Linked DNA regions of Zea mays: region 1 is linked to region 2. Evidence: chromatin contacts called from public Hi-C data. All regions are on one chromosome and are shown on one strand. Each heading gives the region's core, a stretch centred on a gene start, on an enhancer-like site or on the middle of the called end of the contact. The rest is flanking DNA. Distances are from core to core; before and after follow the strand shown.

What was found. Hi-C and Micro-C count contacts between places; a contact is called where the count stands out from the background.
Region 1: a contact with region 2 is called in a Hi-C map of leaf, with 6 times the contacts expected there. The contact joins the promoter of LOC103626647 here to the promoter of LOC100383871 in region 2. A contact is called at or near these places in 11 of 25 Hi-C or Micro-C datasets (ear, endosperm, leaf and 3 more).

The regions. Positions count from the first base shown.
Region 1 is chr5:84,380,673-84,388,461 of Zm-B73-REFERENCE-NAM-5.0, forward strand. LOC103626647 (formin-like protein 10) reads left to right here and starts at 3,089. Exons shown (of 7, transcript XM_008647046.3): 1 at 3,089-3,387; 2 at 3,697-4,206; 3 at 4,568-5,252; 4 at 5,350-5,809; 5 at 5,887-6,086; 6 at 6,910-7,145; 7 at 7,225-7,789. The coding sequence starts at 4,051. LOC100383954 (putative CBL-interacting protein kinase family protein) reads right to left here and starts at 2,812. Exons shown (of 2, transcript NM_001176571.1): 1 at 2,625-2,812; 2 at 200-2,118. The coding sequence starts at 1,847. The coding sequence ends at 435.
Region 2 is chr5:84,048,637-84,056,370 of Zm-B73-REFERENCE-NAM-5.0, forward strand. It overlaps LOC100383871, which reads right to left and starts at 1,803. Exons shown (of 22, transcript NM_001362219.1): 1 at 1,629-1,803; 2 at 998-1,531; 3 at 820-900; 4 at 622-724; 5 at 228-430; 6 at 1-55. The coding sequence starts at 1,760.

The sequences.
Region 1 (7,789 bases), core at 1,839-4,338, 330 kb after region 2:
GGCTCATCATATACCAGCTTGTTCAGCTACACATAGTCGCAGCCGTAATCCATAGAGACAAAATAATGTAAAGCCGCAGCCAACAAACTGTTACACCAATGAACCAGGGCTACGTGAGGTCAACATGGCCAGACCCTGTGGCTAATCGACTTCGTACCTACACTGGTTACAGAGTTACATCGAAAAGCACATTCCAATCGAAAGCTGAAAAGTTAAGCATGTTTGTTTATTACTCTAATGTACGTACAGTATACAAAAAAATGCCAAATGGTAGGCAGGTAGGCGTTTTAGGTCCTACCGCAGCAGGCAGGTAACCTGAAACACAATTCCGCAATCACATAAGCGTCGATGCAAGTGGGAGTTACTAGTCCTGTGCGGCTTGGTGCAGTTTTGACGTGATCTGGTTATGGCGGTCGCAACTGGTGGTGCAGTGACTACTGCTGCGTCGGCAAAGACGACAACGGCTGCTGCTGGTCCTCTCCTTGCACAGACTGCTCGCACCGCTGCTGCTGCTGCTGGTGCCGGTCGCTCTGCCAAGCCCAGACCATATCCTTCAGCGCAGGCCGCACTTCTTCCCTCACGAGCCTTTGGTACTCAATGGTGTCACCGCTGGCCTTCTTCAGCTCGACCAGAAGGAACGAAGGGGCAAGCTCGAAAACCTCGGCGTCGAGCTCCAGGAACCCCTTCATCCCTTCCTTCTGCGCAGCCAGTTTCAAGACCCCGCTCTCCTTCTTCTGGATTTTCAGCTTCAACCGCTCAGCCAGCTCCTTCAGCCTACCAAACACCGCTCCCACTGGCTGCCTGGTGGTGAACCTCTCCTCCCTCCGCCCGTGTCTTTCTTCGAACAGGTTAGATAGGTCAAACCCGGTCGAGAGAGAAATGATGTCGAATGCGTTCAGGTTAGGGAGGCTTGACGACCCTTGGTCTTCCTCTGGCCGGTTACTGCACTCTATCGAGCTCGAGGCCGTGGCGGCTTCACCGTCGCGCACGGTGGTGTCTCTTGCTGTGCCGTGCTTGATCTTTGCCGCGTTTGCCTCGATAGGTTTTCTGTACCAAGTGCTTCTCTTGATCCTTGAAATGGATATCCTGGTACTGGGATCTGGATCGAGCATTCTGAAAAGCAGGTCCTTCAGCTCACCGGAGAAGGAGCGAGGGCATCTGTATTCAGCTCTGGAGATCTTCCTGTACATCTCGATGAGATTCGGGTCGTGGAACGGCAGGTAACCAGCCACGAGCACGAAGAGAATCACTCCGCAGGACCATATGTCCGCCTTGGTGCCATCGTAGCCTCTCCTACCAAGCACTTCAGGAGCAACATAGGCAGGGGTTCCACACGTGGTATGTAGGAGGCCGTCGTGCCTTCTGGATTCAGACAGGGCGCTCAGACCGAAGTCCGAGACTCTAAGGTTCTCGTTCTCGTCCAGGAGTAGGTTTTCCGGCTTCAAGTCGCGATGGTAGACGCCTCGGCTGTGGCAGTAGTCCACGGCATTAACCAGCTGGTGGAAATACCTCCTCGCGGCATCCTCGCTGAGCTTCGCCTTTGATACTTTGTTGAACAGCTCGCCGCCTTTAGCGTACTCCAATACGAAGTAGATCTTGCTCTTGCTAGCCATTACCTCGAAGAGCTGCAGGACATTCGGATGCTTCACCAGCCTCATTATAGAGATCTCCCTCTTTATCTGCACTATTAGCCCAACCCTCGTGATCTTGTCCTTATCGATCATCTTTATCGCAACGGACTGCCCGTCGGTCAGGTTCCGAGCAAAGTATACCTTGGCGAAGTTTCCTTGGCCTAACTGCCTCCCGATTTCGTAACGGTCCATCAAAATAGTCCTCCTCTCGTCCATTATGTAGATCTCTATATACAGTGATAGAGGAACAGATATGGCTTTTTACAATCTCCAGCTTACAGACTAGGGTAACTATGAGCACCAAGGCCGCGGCTTACGAGATAGAAAAATCCTTGGCTCCCCCCTCTTCTGTGGCCCAAAACACAGGAGAAAATGCTGTACCAGTATGCAGCCTATGAGAACTTGATAGGATCACTTAGGACAAACCACAAAGCTTCCAGTGTTTGCTCTTCCAAGTCAAATGTTCTTTTGCCAGGCAAGTGGAAAACTGCACGGAAAAGGGAATATCTAGTTAGGGCAAACATGTAATGGAATTGGAATCAACAACTAGTAATAACTCAAATGGGGATCAATTGGGCAATTGGAGATCAGGGGTTGGTAGGTATCTCAGGAATCTGCAAAACAATACTGCAAAACTAATATCAGTTGGGCAATTGGAGCTCAAGTATAGTCTAAAATGGGGGGCGTACGCGTACCACGCAGCACCGCTAAATGCTTGGATATTAGTTTGCTCGAACAAGCACTTCAGCAGAAGCTAACCCCAAAATCCGAAACCAGAGCAAAATCTCACCAGCGATTACCACGGGAATCCTCCTACGGTCCTACCACCCGCTGAAGGCTAAATCACAAAGCATCCCGAATCCTAGTCCACCGCAAAAGTAAGCTGCGACCTCGGTGGTCCTAAACTAATCACAGAACAGTGCGATTACGCCCTTAAACAACCAGGCAGATCGACCCCCACCCATGCACACGCAACAAAGAGTAAATCGTCACCTGCTCAAGAACACGAGGAGAGACGACGGATCCCAGATGTCGCCAGCCCCAACACCAACCGGAGAAGCTCGATCTCGCGCAAAGGATCGAACCGGCCGCGGCGCGGCAACTCCCTCCCTTCCGACCCTTGGGCGGAGCCGTCCTTTTTTTTTCTCTCTCTCTCTCTCTCTCTCCTTCCTTTCGTTCGGTTCGGCTTCTGTTGCAGCATCTCCTCTCCGCGTCTTCTCCTCTTCACAGCTTCCACATGCCGAGATGCCGCGAGATGCGTCTGATGCCTGCTGCCCAGTCCAGGTTAGCACGCGCACGGCAGCTCAGCCCAGCTCTCGCTCGCGGCTGACCGGCCGTGGACAGCCAGAGCGGCCATGTCACTGGGCCCCACTTGCCTAATTTCTCCAAGGGCCCGATGGGCCAACGGCCCACGCCGCTCGTTCTTTTCCCTCTTTGTTTTGTCCCTCCTTTTTTCTTGTGCATCGTTTGCCTGGCGCCGTGGCGAGAAGGCGAGGGAATGGATGCGGCGGGCGGCTATCGCCGGTGGCGAGGGCGGCAGCAGGTCCAAGGAAGCCGGCCTCGCGCACGCGGGAGTTGCCACGCCTCGAGTAGAAGAAGGCCCCGGCGCGCTCGGGGCACGCCGGTATATTGCCACGCCGAGGCGCCGACCGCGGGGAGGCGTCAGACGTGTGGATGCCTGGCCGCCCGCCCGCCCACGCATCTCAACCGCCTCCCGACGCTTTCTCTTCCATGCGCGCGTCTTGGTCAGAGACAGGTGCGAGACACGCCTTCTTGGCTTTCCCGCTTGCAAGCTACTGCTACATTTTTATTTTCTCTTGGGGGAGCGGCCATGGCTTCCACGCCTCCACAGGAGTAAACGACCCAGCAACACGTCAAAGCTTTTTACAATGTTCGGCAACAACCGAAGCTAAGCCTAAGCTAGAGCTCGAATCATGACGCACAGAATACATTGATTCTAGATCTGTGCCGTCCAATGTTGTCCACAATACTGGAGATTCTGACCACAGCATATAAAAAAAGATATGTGTTCTTTATTATTCTTATTATTATTTCTTGGGTGCAGGCAGATGCAGGTGCGCGTGCCCAAGTCAACATTTCCTTCTACTTCTACCATTCGCCGACTCCTTGTGCCATCCGGCCTAACCTCTTGTGATGCTCAAAGTAAAAGCATCTGTGACCTTGATTTCAGCTCACTATTCTTTGTTGCTAATCAATGTGTTGGTGTTTGACTCTTCTACACACTTCACACTAGCAAACCCCAGGCCGTCTCTAAGGACAAATCTAGCTAGTCTGGTGCAGCCAAAAGGAATCTTCGTGTTCTACACTCCACAAAGACCACAAAAAGTGTCATCTTTTTCTTCCTTTTCTTGGTCGACGAAAGGAGGAGGAGGAATGAGCTCATAGGAGGCAACAAGTGATGAGGGGTTTAGGATTCGTGTTGCTGTTGGTGGCAGCTGCAGCATTGATCAGGCCATCAGAAGTAGTAGGGGCAGAGGAGGAGGACTGGGAGCTTTTCTTGTTGCAGTGGAGGCAGCATAATTCTCTTCCATCCCCACTTCTCAATGGGGATCTGGTAAGTCATCCAGACACTATTGTTTATAGCATCTGAGAGCGACTGATTCATGGAATGCCTGCTTCCTTTGTGCCCGGGATCTGCCAGAAATTTGCAATGCGAATTCCTTTTGTGTTCTCGAAAATTTGAAATTAGCTGCTGACCTGCTACTTAAAATAAAAAAGGTCCTGAATTCACCAAGTACTTCACTTACCAAACTAATGCAGGGACAGCTTTTCAGAATTTGTCAGTTTGTTTTTCCCTGTATTCTGGGTACTTTTGGTTGGAGTATTGCTATTGAACTCTTTTCTTCTGCAAGATCCAAGAAAGTGAGGCATTAGCAAAGGTAGACTGATGTAGGATGGTTCTTGGATGGATGCAGGTGGATAGAATATGGTCAATTTGCTTACCAGACATGGCCGGTGCACAGGAAATATTGGGCAATCCACTGCAATTTGCTTCAGATCAGCTATTGAGTCAGCCATCAGAAAATGCTTTGAAGGCAATGCTGTTTCTGGAGTTTCTGTCTCTTCTTTCCCCTGAAAAATTATCCAGTACCTATGGTTGCATCCATGCAAACTACTTCGGTTTGGGCATTCCACAAGAACTCAGTGTTTCACTGGCAACCTACCTTGAGAGCCATCAGCTGTTGCTTGGTTCGAACTTCTATGCGAGACGGCATTTGGCTGACAACTCAATTGGAGATGCTCCTTCCATGGCTCCAGATTTTGCGCCGTCCATGTCCTCTGGCGATGACGTGAAGCTTCCTCAGTCTGTTACAGAAACACCGTATGCACCTTCCAGCTCTTACAACAATGAAAATCCAAACCGACCTCATCACAGTAAACCTGCACAGAAGCATCGGGGAGTACCTCCAATTTCACTTCTGGAGAAGCATAAAGACTATGTTAGATTAGTCTTGATCGTGGTTCTACCAACAGCGGCATTCTCGTTCATTGCTGCTTTTCTAATTTTCTACTGCTGCGGATGCAACAAGAACAAGGTCTCTGTCGGTGAGCAACGAGATGATCATCCTCTTCTTCACATGCAGTTGGCTAATGTACCTGGTGAGACAGTATCCCTTTGTCAACCTGTGATGGCCTCATGGGTTGTTCTTACTTCTTTAGTATAATAATACTATAACACACAACATTCTGTTCTCAGGTTCATCACCCGATGCCCGTGTTTCTGCCAGTCACCTTAACAAGGATAATCGAAGTCATTCTGGAGTCAGCATGAGTCGGTGCTTTTCATGCTGTTTTAAAAGATCCACTGATGCCACACCATCTTCAGAAGTGATTGGAGGAACACCAGAGAATAATGTCACAAGTGATGCTCCTAAACCGATGTCGCCTCCAGCTCCTCCACCTTTGCCACCTCCGATCAAGAAGGCTCCTCCTCCCCCACCTGGACCTCCCAGAGGTTCTAAAGCAAGACTTGCTCAGCTGTCACCTGTTGAGTCAAGTCGTTCTGAAGGATCATCTGCCAGCGAGCAGACCAGCGAATCATCTGAAGCAGAAGTTAATGCTCCAAGAACCAAGCTTCGACCTTTCTATTGGGACAAAGTTCTTGCTAATCCTGATCAGTCAATGGCATGGCATGATATCAAATTCGGTTCTTTTCAGTAAGTGTTACTAGTAGCAATAAACTCTTAATACACTATGTCTGCAGAGTGCTTGTTTTCACAATTTGATTTTGCAGTGTGAATGAAGATATGATAGAGGAATTGTTTGGTTATAGTGGTGGAAGCAGAAATAACCTTAAGGATAAGGAACTCCCCTCTGCGGATCCTGCATCTCAGCACATTTCTCTTCTCAATGTTAAGAAATCATGCAACCTGGCAGTTGTTTTAAAGGCAATGAATATCAGGGTACAAGACATTCATGACGCTCTTATTGAAGGTAGTTGTTTATTCACAAGAAGCCGATATCGATTTGCCCTTAAGCATATCTCTTAATGATAAGCCAAGCCATTTGCACAGACTTAGATCACTGTTGACACACTTGAAAATGAGTTTTCTTTTAGAAAACTTTGCTGATGAATTGTACAGTAGTCATTAACTTTTTTTTAAGTTATTCAGAAAGTATTATCATCTTTCCCTTGTAGCTTACTTAATTGTATTGAGAATAAAATCCCATTCGATATATCTCTAGAATCTATGTAGGTTACTTAGACGACAATACACTTATAAGCGTATTTTTAGAAACTCTGTTCATGATCATATATTGGTCACTCACTACCATTTTTTAAGCTAACCATTTGTGTACAACATGAACTTTGTCAGACTATGTATTAGGCAGTTTTTCCAATCTACTTCATGTTGGACATTCTATTTTAGTGCCTTATGCTTGTGTCATTTCATTTATGGAGGACTCAAGGAAATCTTTTCTGCTTCAGAATATATATTCTTCTGTTACTTCTTTTATTTACTGACATCAGCATGAATCTGAAAGACAGAAACGAATCAGTTAGCCTTATAGAAATGCATTTCATCTGGGTAGTAACTGTAGCGACCTCAATCTTATGATTTTCTGATGTTGTATCCTGTTTGCATTTGGGAGTTGTTCTGCTTCTTCTTGAGCCTTTTTTTTTTTGCTCGCTCATGTTGATTCACCAGCCTTCCAGATGAGGCTCCTTTCTGAATACTTCTCATTTTGTGTCCCGGTTCTCCTACAGTGCCATTATTTTTTTCTGACATTATTTTCATCTCATCCTGTTCACAAGGGAACGAACTTCCAAGGGTGCTTCTTGAGACAATCTTGAGAATGAAACCAACTGACGAGGAGGAACAGAATCTCAGGCTTTATAACGGGGATTTCTCGCAGCTAGGCCTTGCAGAACAAGTGATGAAGGCATTAATTGACACGCCTTTTGCTTTCAAGAGGGTTGACATGTTGCTTTTCATGTCCTCCTTGCAAGAAGATGCTTCAAGTCTCAGGGATTCGTTCCACCAATTGGAGGTAATCAACCTTACAAAAGTTGTGTCAAATCTGCAAAAAGGAAATGCACTAACTGTCAACTACATCTTTTTGTTGGTAGGCCGCTTGTGGGGAACTGAAGCACCGCCTTTTTCTCAAGTTACTAGAAGCCGTGCTCAAAACTGGAAACCGTTTGAATGATGGAACCTTCCGTGGTGGTGCTAATGCATTCAAGCTTGACACTCTCCTGAAGCTATCAGATGTCAAGGGTGCTGATGGAAAGACCACATTGCTGCACTTTGTTGTGCAGGAGATTGTTCGGTCCGAAGGTGTCCGCGAAGCAAGGCTAGCCATGGAAAACGGAAGAAGTCCAGCTCATAGTGCTTCAGATGACACTTCCAATGGATCTCTTGAAGAGGACGGTGATCACTACTCCAACCGCGGACTTAGCATTGTGTCAGGACTTAGCAGTGAGATGGACAACGTCAAGAGGGTAGCCGCACTGGATGCTGAGCCTCTGTTTGCCACTGTGGTGACCCTCAGACAAGAGTTGCTGAAATCAAGGGAGTTCCTGAATGAAATTGCGACAGTAGAAGAGACGAGTGGATTCAGACGTTCGTTGGAAAGCTTTGTGGAACACGCGGATAATGAGACGGGGTTTTTGTTGAAAGAAGAGAAGAGGTTGA
Region 2 (7,734 bases), core at 553-3,052:
CGAGTTTGGAGAAGTTAGTCACTATGTCCTCGTCCCCACCAACAAGTGCCCAAACCTATAGATGAAATAGAGGTACATTGGCATTATTGGTCCATCCATGATCTATCGAGAATTGTGAGACCAAACCACATTTATCATTTCTGCAACAATATCTACCCCTGAAGCTTACAGAACAAGAAGCACAGCATAGAAAGTGAGATAGAAGAAAAGGCATAAAGAGTGCTTACCATGCCATCTTGTGTTGGCTTCTTATCACCTGATGCACCTGGTTCCCTGCCTGTATCCTGTACTTCAGAAGATAACATCTGATCCAAGTCTGTTTGAGTTTCAGGAACATTTCTTATGACATCAACTTCCTGTTTCTCGTCATCTAGCGTTGTTATACTCTCGAACTCATCCTGCAATGCATCAACTTTTTGTTCGCCAATTTCTGCCAATGAAAAATGAAAATCTTAACAAGAAACCAGGCTTTGGTAAATGAACTGAATGCTAATGTCCTAGTAGCAACAGTGGTTACAATGTCCCATTACCTTTTAGCTATTACAATTTGCCAAGACAGTGTACTCATGTAACTTAAAAATATGATGTGTGAGAACAATAAAGTACCATTGATTCCTTCACCTTCAGCAGATTGTTGAACAACACCGTCCTTCAACAACTTGTTGGCAGTATCTTCCTCCCACGCTATCTTGAAAAGATCATCAAACTGCACAGAGTACTTCTCCTGCAGAACAATGGGATAATCAAGGCTACAACTCTACAATGGCAAAGTAAGCACAGATGTGGATTGTTCAAATGCAAAATATGTGTTCTGATTACCATTGTGTCATTCGATGATGATGCAGGTTGCTCCTCTACAAGTTCTCCATCCCGGAAACACTTCCAGTGGCTTTCATACCCCTACAAGAAAAGTAGCCGCTGCACAGTTTGGCACATCCACATGACCACATCGGTGATTGTGGTTATATAGTGGAAGAGACACAAGTAAGGGTCAAACCTTCAACTGGCCCAGCTCCAATCCCTTACGGAACCCTGGAGGCGCAACCTGCGCCGGGCCACCGCTCATGAGCTCACGCACCCAATCACCAGTCCTTGCACCCTCTGGGAACGCCTTTTCCAGCGCAGCCGCCTCAGCGGCGTCATCCTGCAGACCGCCTGGACGAAAAGGTCTGTTGTTGATGCTCCCCCTGACGAAGTCCTTCGCCGGACCAGGCATCCGGGGCGCTATCCCCCCGGTCCCCGAATCGAACACGTCGACCATCTCCATTTGCACGGACTCAGGGTCCCACACTCGCGACTCTGCCGCGGATTGCAACTTCTCCTGCCCGCGCCGGAAAGGCGGCACCCAGACGGGCGCGAGCATGGTGCGGGGGGCGGAGGGCTCCAGCGGCGGCCTGGCCAGGGCAAACCAGTCGACATCCCACACCCTCCCGCTATCGGCCGCGGTGGGGAGGTGCAGCTCGGGGTCGAGGTAGTTCCTCTCGAGGTACTCCTTCACGCTGCTCGGGCTCTCGGCCGGGTATGCCGGCGGCTGTGGTCGTCATTGCCACAACGGTGGGTTTAGGGTTTTAAAGGTTGCATCGAACGCCAGGAGTGATTTAGGGCGGAAGCGGGGAACGCAAGCGTACCAGGACGAAGTCCGGAATGGGGCTGGGCGTGTGCGGGGTAGGGTCGAGGCGGAGGTGGCCGCTGTGGCCGGAGAAGCTGATGCGGAACGGCACCTCGCTTGCCGGCGAGGTGGCAGGGCCGTCCATGGACATGGAGACCCCCGAGGTGAGCCGTCACCGTACCGTTTCGTCGGAACTGGTTCGGCCTTCGGAGTTCAGAGGGATGGAGGATGGCAATGACTGTTGCACAACCAGCACTTGAGATGGAAGCGACCAAACGAGTGATCTAAACGCAGATATAAACTATGGTTTATTATGGTATATACTATCTCATCTAAGTACTTATTCAGTTACGTCGATCAAAGGTGCTCCTCCAATCCTCTTCGATCTAACAAGAGCAATCATAACCCTCCGCGTCATTCAGTTTTTATAGTATTAATTCAGCTGCCACATAGTGATAAACAACTAAATGAAGAAAGAGTAAAAAACTGGATCTTACATAAGACTTAATTTCAACACGATATCTAAGACACAATAAGAGAAGAGGTGTATTAATTTCAGTTCAATAATATTGATATTTACATTGAAGAGGAGTAGTAGTTTTTAGATGACGTGAAGGCTATAAAAAATTATAAGTATCTTGGGTTGGGACTGCTCTAAGGGGTTAAGTAAAAAAGAGACAGATTCTTCGCGTCTTTTCACGATTTTATATGTTTATTGTCTCTTAACTATATTTACGATCTAGAAGATTAGATTATATCATACAATTTATTAGTTGTCTTTTGTATTATATAATTATCCTAGGGTCTTTAGTTTGTACATGCCTTTAGGAGCTTTTTAAAATCTACGTGATGAAAGATTTAAAGTATTAAATATAATATATTGTTGAATGATAATCTAACCGACAAGAATGCACGTTTATCAGAGAAAATTTTAGCGTGAAAGAGCATGTTGAGGGAGGGTCGGTTAAGAGGTCTTTAGAGAGCTAAGTAAAAAAATAAGAGACGGACTACACAACTATATATATGTTGAGAATTTGTTCTCAAATGCTATGAATTAAGAATAAGCCAACACAAAATGTTAAATGTTAATATCCTTCGTCCTACGAAGCATTATTTCCTTTAGGATATAATGATCTTCAGACGAAGGTCATGAAGGACATACCTTCATGATAGCAATATATGTTAATAAGAGAAAAAGCATACGAAATATAAGAAACAACGTAAACAATCATGTAACATTATTAATTCATTCTCATTATATTATCATAGAAAGACAAACAATATTGAATTACAAATGTACCTTTGGTTTGATAGAAGGTAAAAGTATAAGCGTGACGCACAAGTGAATACAAGTCAGCGTGAACAGTACGGGGGTACTGTTCATCTATTTATAGGCACAGTACGCGGCCTGTGAGAAATTACATTCATGCCCTTTATATTTACTATTGACTCATAGGCAAATCTATGAGGACTAGATAGCCTCTTTCCCTTTAAGTCGGTTCCTTTTTCCGTTATTTAGCCAAAGCTCTCTTGCGCGTAGCTTCGGAGCAACTCCAACCTTCGTCACGATTATGCTTTTCACATCGTATGTGCTTTTAACCCGAGTCCGAAGGTACCTGTGCATATGTCACACTTGGAAGATATTGTTAAATTACGTTTTTGACCTTCGGAGGACGAAGGCCCCCAACAGTAGCCCCTCGCAGTATTAATTTGTTTAAGATAACAAATTCAGACTGCGACATGGACGAAGGCCTTAAGCCGAAGGTCCAAAAAACACATTCTCTTTGCTAGAATAGCAACAGTCAATGACGGACGAGGCCCCCAATTTAGAGCGTGCTGAGCGTATAAATAAGAGCTCACACCAACCACATTTGATACGTTGCTTGTGCTACTCGCTTTATTTTCTCAATTTCATAGCTTTTGCTCACTAACACTTGCTAGTTTTTCAAACTTTCTGAGCTTTGGTTAAAAAGACGCATTTTTGTTATTTCTGAAGGAGAAATGTCTCAAGACAAGAAGGTTGTTGCTGAGACGAAGGTGACTGAAGAGGAGAAGCTTTTTGAGGAGAAGAAGGCTGTGAATCCTTACATTGCTGGATTTATCGAGTCAATGGCAAAAACAAATACAGAGAAGATTACTAAGGAAATACTGGAGGGCCTGTCTGAAGATACTGGTGACAGTGATAGTTATGATGCGGGAAGTAGGGCAAAGATTCTGAGTATTGGCCCTGGAGACCGAGTCATTCGATTTTCGGTAAATCGACCATCAAACAAAGTTATCTTGAGAACATGAGAGAAAGATACTTTCGGGATATGTCTATTGTAAGGGCTGGCGGAGACAACAACGTCCCTGCCCCTGAAGAGAATGAAGTTGTGATTTACCGAAGCTTCTTCAAAGTTGGGCTTCGGTTCCCACTGAGCAGATTTGTAGTTGAAGTGCTGAAAACCTACCAAATCTTCCTTCATCAGATGACCCCCGAAACCATATTGACGATGGAAGTCTTCGTCTGGGCAGTAAGGAGCCAAGGGCTAGAGTCAAGCGCGAAATGCTTCTGCAGCATGCACGAACTTCTATATGAGACGAAGGCCATGGGTAAAGAACAGTACCACAACAACTTCGGTTGTTATGGATTTATCGCCCGTCCCAACGCAAGCCACCCTGTGCCAACATTTCGAAAAAGATGGCCCGAAACTTGGATGGAAGAATGGTTTTACGTGAAGAACGACTTGATAGCGAGGGAGGACATCAAGGAGGTTATCATGTGTCCCATATGGTCCCGCTTCGGTCTCCGAAAGCCGAAGGTTAAAATTGATGACGCCGCCGAAGCGTGTCAGAAGGCGTTTGGTACTGTTTGCTTCTTCATTGGTACAAGAGATTTAATTCAAGAGCATATAGCATTCAGAGTATGGCTGCTTGTAGAAAGCTGGGAAATGCTGAAGGAGACCATCACCAAGTCTAGCGAAGGTGAACTGGTCCAGTTGAAGTATACATTCAGGTATGGGGATAAGTTCGATGAACCAAACGATGACTGGCTGAAATGCATCGAAGCTATAAGTGATGAACTGCTTGGAGCATATTCCAAGGCAGAAGATAATGCATTATCCGCAGCCTTCGGAGGTCGGGGAAAGAAGAGATTAAACAGAGTTTTTGATGTCATTGGCTTCGTTTACCGCGACTACCGCTATCCGCTGTGGGGACAAGGGAAAAAGAGGAAAGCTGCTACTTCGGTCACCCCAGACGAACATGTGCCAAAGGGAAAAAAGTTGAAGGTCCTAACTCACCGGCCGCGTTTCATCGAACCGACCGCGATACCTGAATTTGGCGAAGGGACCTCCTCGGCTGCCAAAACAAAAGGAACTATTCCTCCCGAGCAGAGGACTGAAGAACCGGCTATAATGCCGAAGGTGCCTACAACCAAGGTAGTTGAAACGAAGGTTGATAAGGCTGAAAACCTAGAAACTAAAGTAATAACGAAGGTGCCAGAGGTTTTGAGCCCTCCAGAAAAGGTAACAGTACCGAAGATACAAATGGGTTCTGTCGTAATTCCTAAGAGGAGGAGAATGGTAAATGTACTGGATGTGCTAGAAACAACCGAAACCTTGAGTCCTGCTCCTGCCATAAAAATGGTCGAAGCCTCTAAGGCGCAACCCAAAGCTAAAACGAAACAGGCAGAAGTCGAAGCTACAATAATTCAAACTGAAACCAAAGTTGGGCTTTCAGAGCCCGCTGAGAAAAAGCCTGCGGAAATTGAGGAAAAGGCAACAGAAAAAAGGCCACAGAGCAGATTTCGTCTAAAAAGGTTGCAACTCCTGCTCCTGAAGCTTTTAAAGAGAGCATTGATTACATCATTCGACATGCTTCGGGAAAAGGACTTTCTCAAGAAGAAAAACGAGAAGCGCAACATTATGCCCAAAAATTGAAATACCTGAAGGGGGGCATTAGTGTTTAATGGCAATGGGGAAGAAGATTTTCTGTACTGTCTCCAGGATAATAAAGAGATATCTGTTTGCCAGGAGATAGGTAGAAGCATCGGATTCCCGATGCTAGAAGATGGCCTTTCAATATTATCAAAAGATAAGCTCGCTGACAGTTTGGCTTATAATAGCATAAAGGTATAAAAGCTAATTTTGTATTTTGAAAACGAAATATTTTATTTGTTTATGCTTAATTCTGTTCTCCTCTTGTAGGGCTTAATTCTTAGCAACACGCTAAGGGCTCAGAAAAACATTGAAGACGAAGGATATACGATGGCTCTGAACAACCTTCGTTCAGAGGTAATTGAACTAAGAAACGAAGGTCTTGAGAAAGACAAAATCTTGATTTCGTTGGTAAACAAAGTGAAAGAAGATGAAGCTAGTTTCAAAGCCCAAGCTGAAATTCAAAAGAATGAGATCGAAGACCTTCGGAAACAGCTGGCCGAAGCCAAAGAAAAATGCGGTCTCGCAGAGGCCAACCGAGATATTAGTGAATATTAGAAAAACTATTTAGAAAAAACAGTTGAAGAACTTCGCGCATCCAAAGAAAGATGCTTCGAAAAATCCCTGGGCTGCGTGGAGAAGATAAAGGCTAGCTTCGCCAACGTGGGCGTCTATTCCAACGAAGATAACTTTATACGAGGCGACTCTGAAGGTGTTATCAAATGGATAAGCAGAGAGGCCGAAGCTTTTGAAGAAATTTTAAGTGATCGCGGGGATGTCTGCGCGTTCTCCGGTGCAAGAGGAATTTCAGCCATCCTGGAGAAGGCGGGTTGCAATCATGTCAAAACCCTGGCCTAGGCCGAAGCTGCCTTCTCCGTGGATGACACAAAGGATCCCTCAGCCGAAGCAAGTTTAATGGGTGGAAAAATTTTCACTGACATCTGGGCAAATGGTGGCCGAGAAATGGCTAATGAAATTATGAAGAAAAGTGAAAAAGATATTCACGACACTCGAGCAACAACAAAACAAGCTGAGGAAGCTGCAGAACGCGAGAGACGCATAGGTATTGTTTCGCAGCACCTAGCTTCGGCTTTTGTTTTTGTGGCTTTGGACTAACTAATTTTTTCCGTTGTAGCTGAATTATCTCCGCCACCGGAACCATTCGATCCACTAGCCGATCCAGCAATGAAGGAAGCACTAGAAATCATAAATATGGTCGAATCTGTTGTTGACGAAGTCATTAACAAATTGTTGAATGAAGTTGCGGAGAAGGTCCTAAAGGAAGACTAGTACTTATTGTCAAAATACTTTCAGATGAACAATGTAACTTTGTTGCAACAAGGTTGTAATATTCGATGTAAAGTTTTGAATCTAACATGTAAATTATTTGTAATTCTCTTCTTTGCGATGCATGAAACTTTTATACGCATACCGTTTTTGAGCCTTCGACGAAAAAACACATTCCCTTCTTTTTCATGCTTCGTAAAGAGAAGAATTCATGCTTCGTGAAAATATCCATACTTCGTAAAATCATTCATGCTTCGTAGGAACATTCAAGCTTCGTAAAAACGACCATGCTTCATAAACAAGGGATCCCTTCTTTTGCAACAGAGCTGATGAAACTGTATTTCTCAGCTTACTTTGTGCCTTAGCACATTTTCATTTTTTCAAAGCATTCTTCAAAGATCGACTTCGTGTTCAATTCGTGTCTTTAGTGCGATATGATGTATGATGTGATGCTATGCGGCATGCTGTAATGATATGATACAAAATATGATACTAATGCCGAAGACACACACTCACACACCCACACAGTCTCTGCGTCCCCTTAGGAACGATCAATGTCTCTTTGCCGTTTATTTTTCGGCTTCACCGCTTATTTTTTGGTCTAAGTTCTGCATCCCCTTAGGAACGTCTTTTGAACTTCTTCGCCTTATATTTCGGTGGTATCACCGTTGACTTTTCGGTGTAAGTTCTGCATTCCCTTAGGAACGTCTTTTGAACTTCTTCGCCTTATATTTCGGCGGTATTTGGCTCTGCATTCCCTTTGGAACGACTTTTGACCAGAAAACTTACACTGTGCTCCCTTAGGAACGACTTTTGTAACTTCGGCATAACTTACTCTGCGCTCCCTTAGGAGCGACTTTATGTAGTTTCAGCGATTTTTAGCTCTGCATTCGCTTAGGAACAACTTTTGAGCTTCGGCAG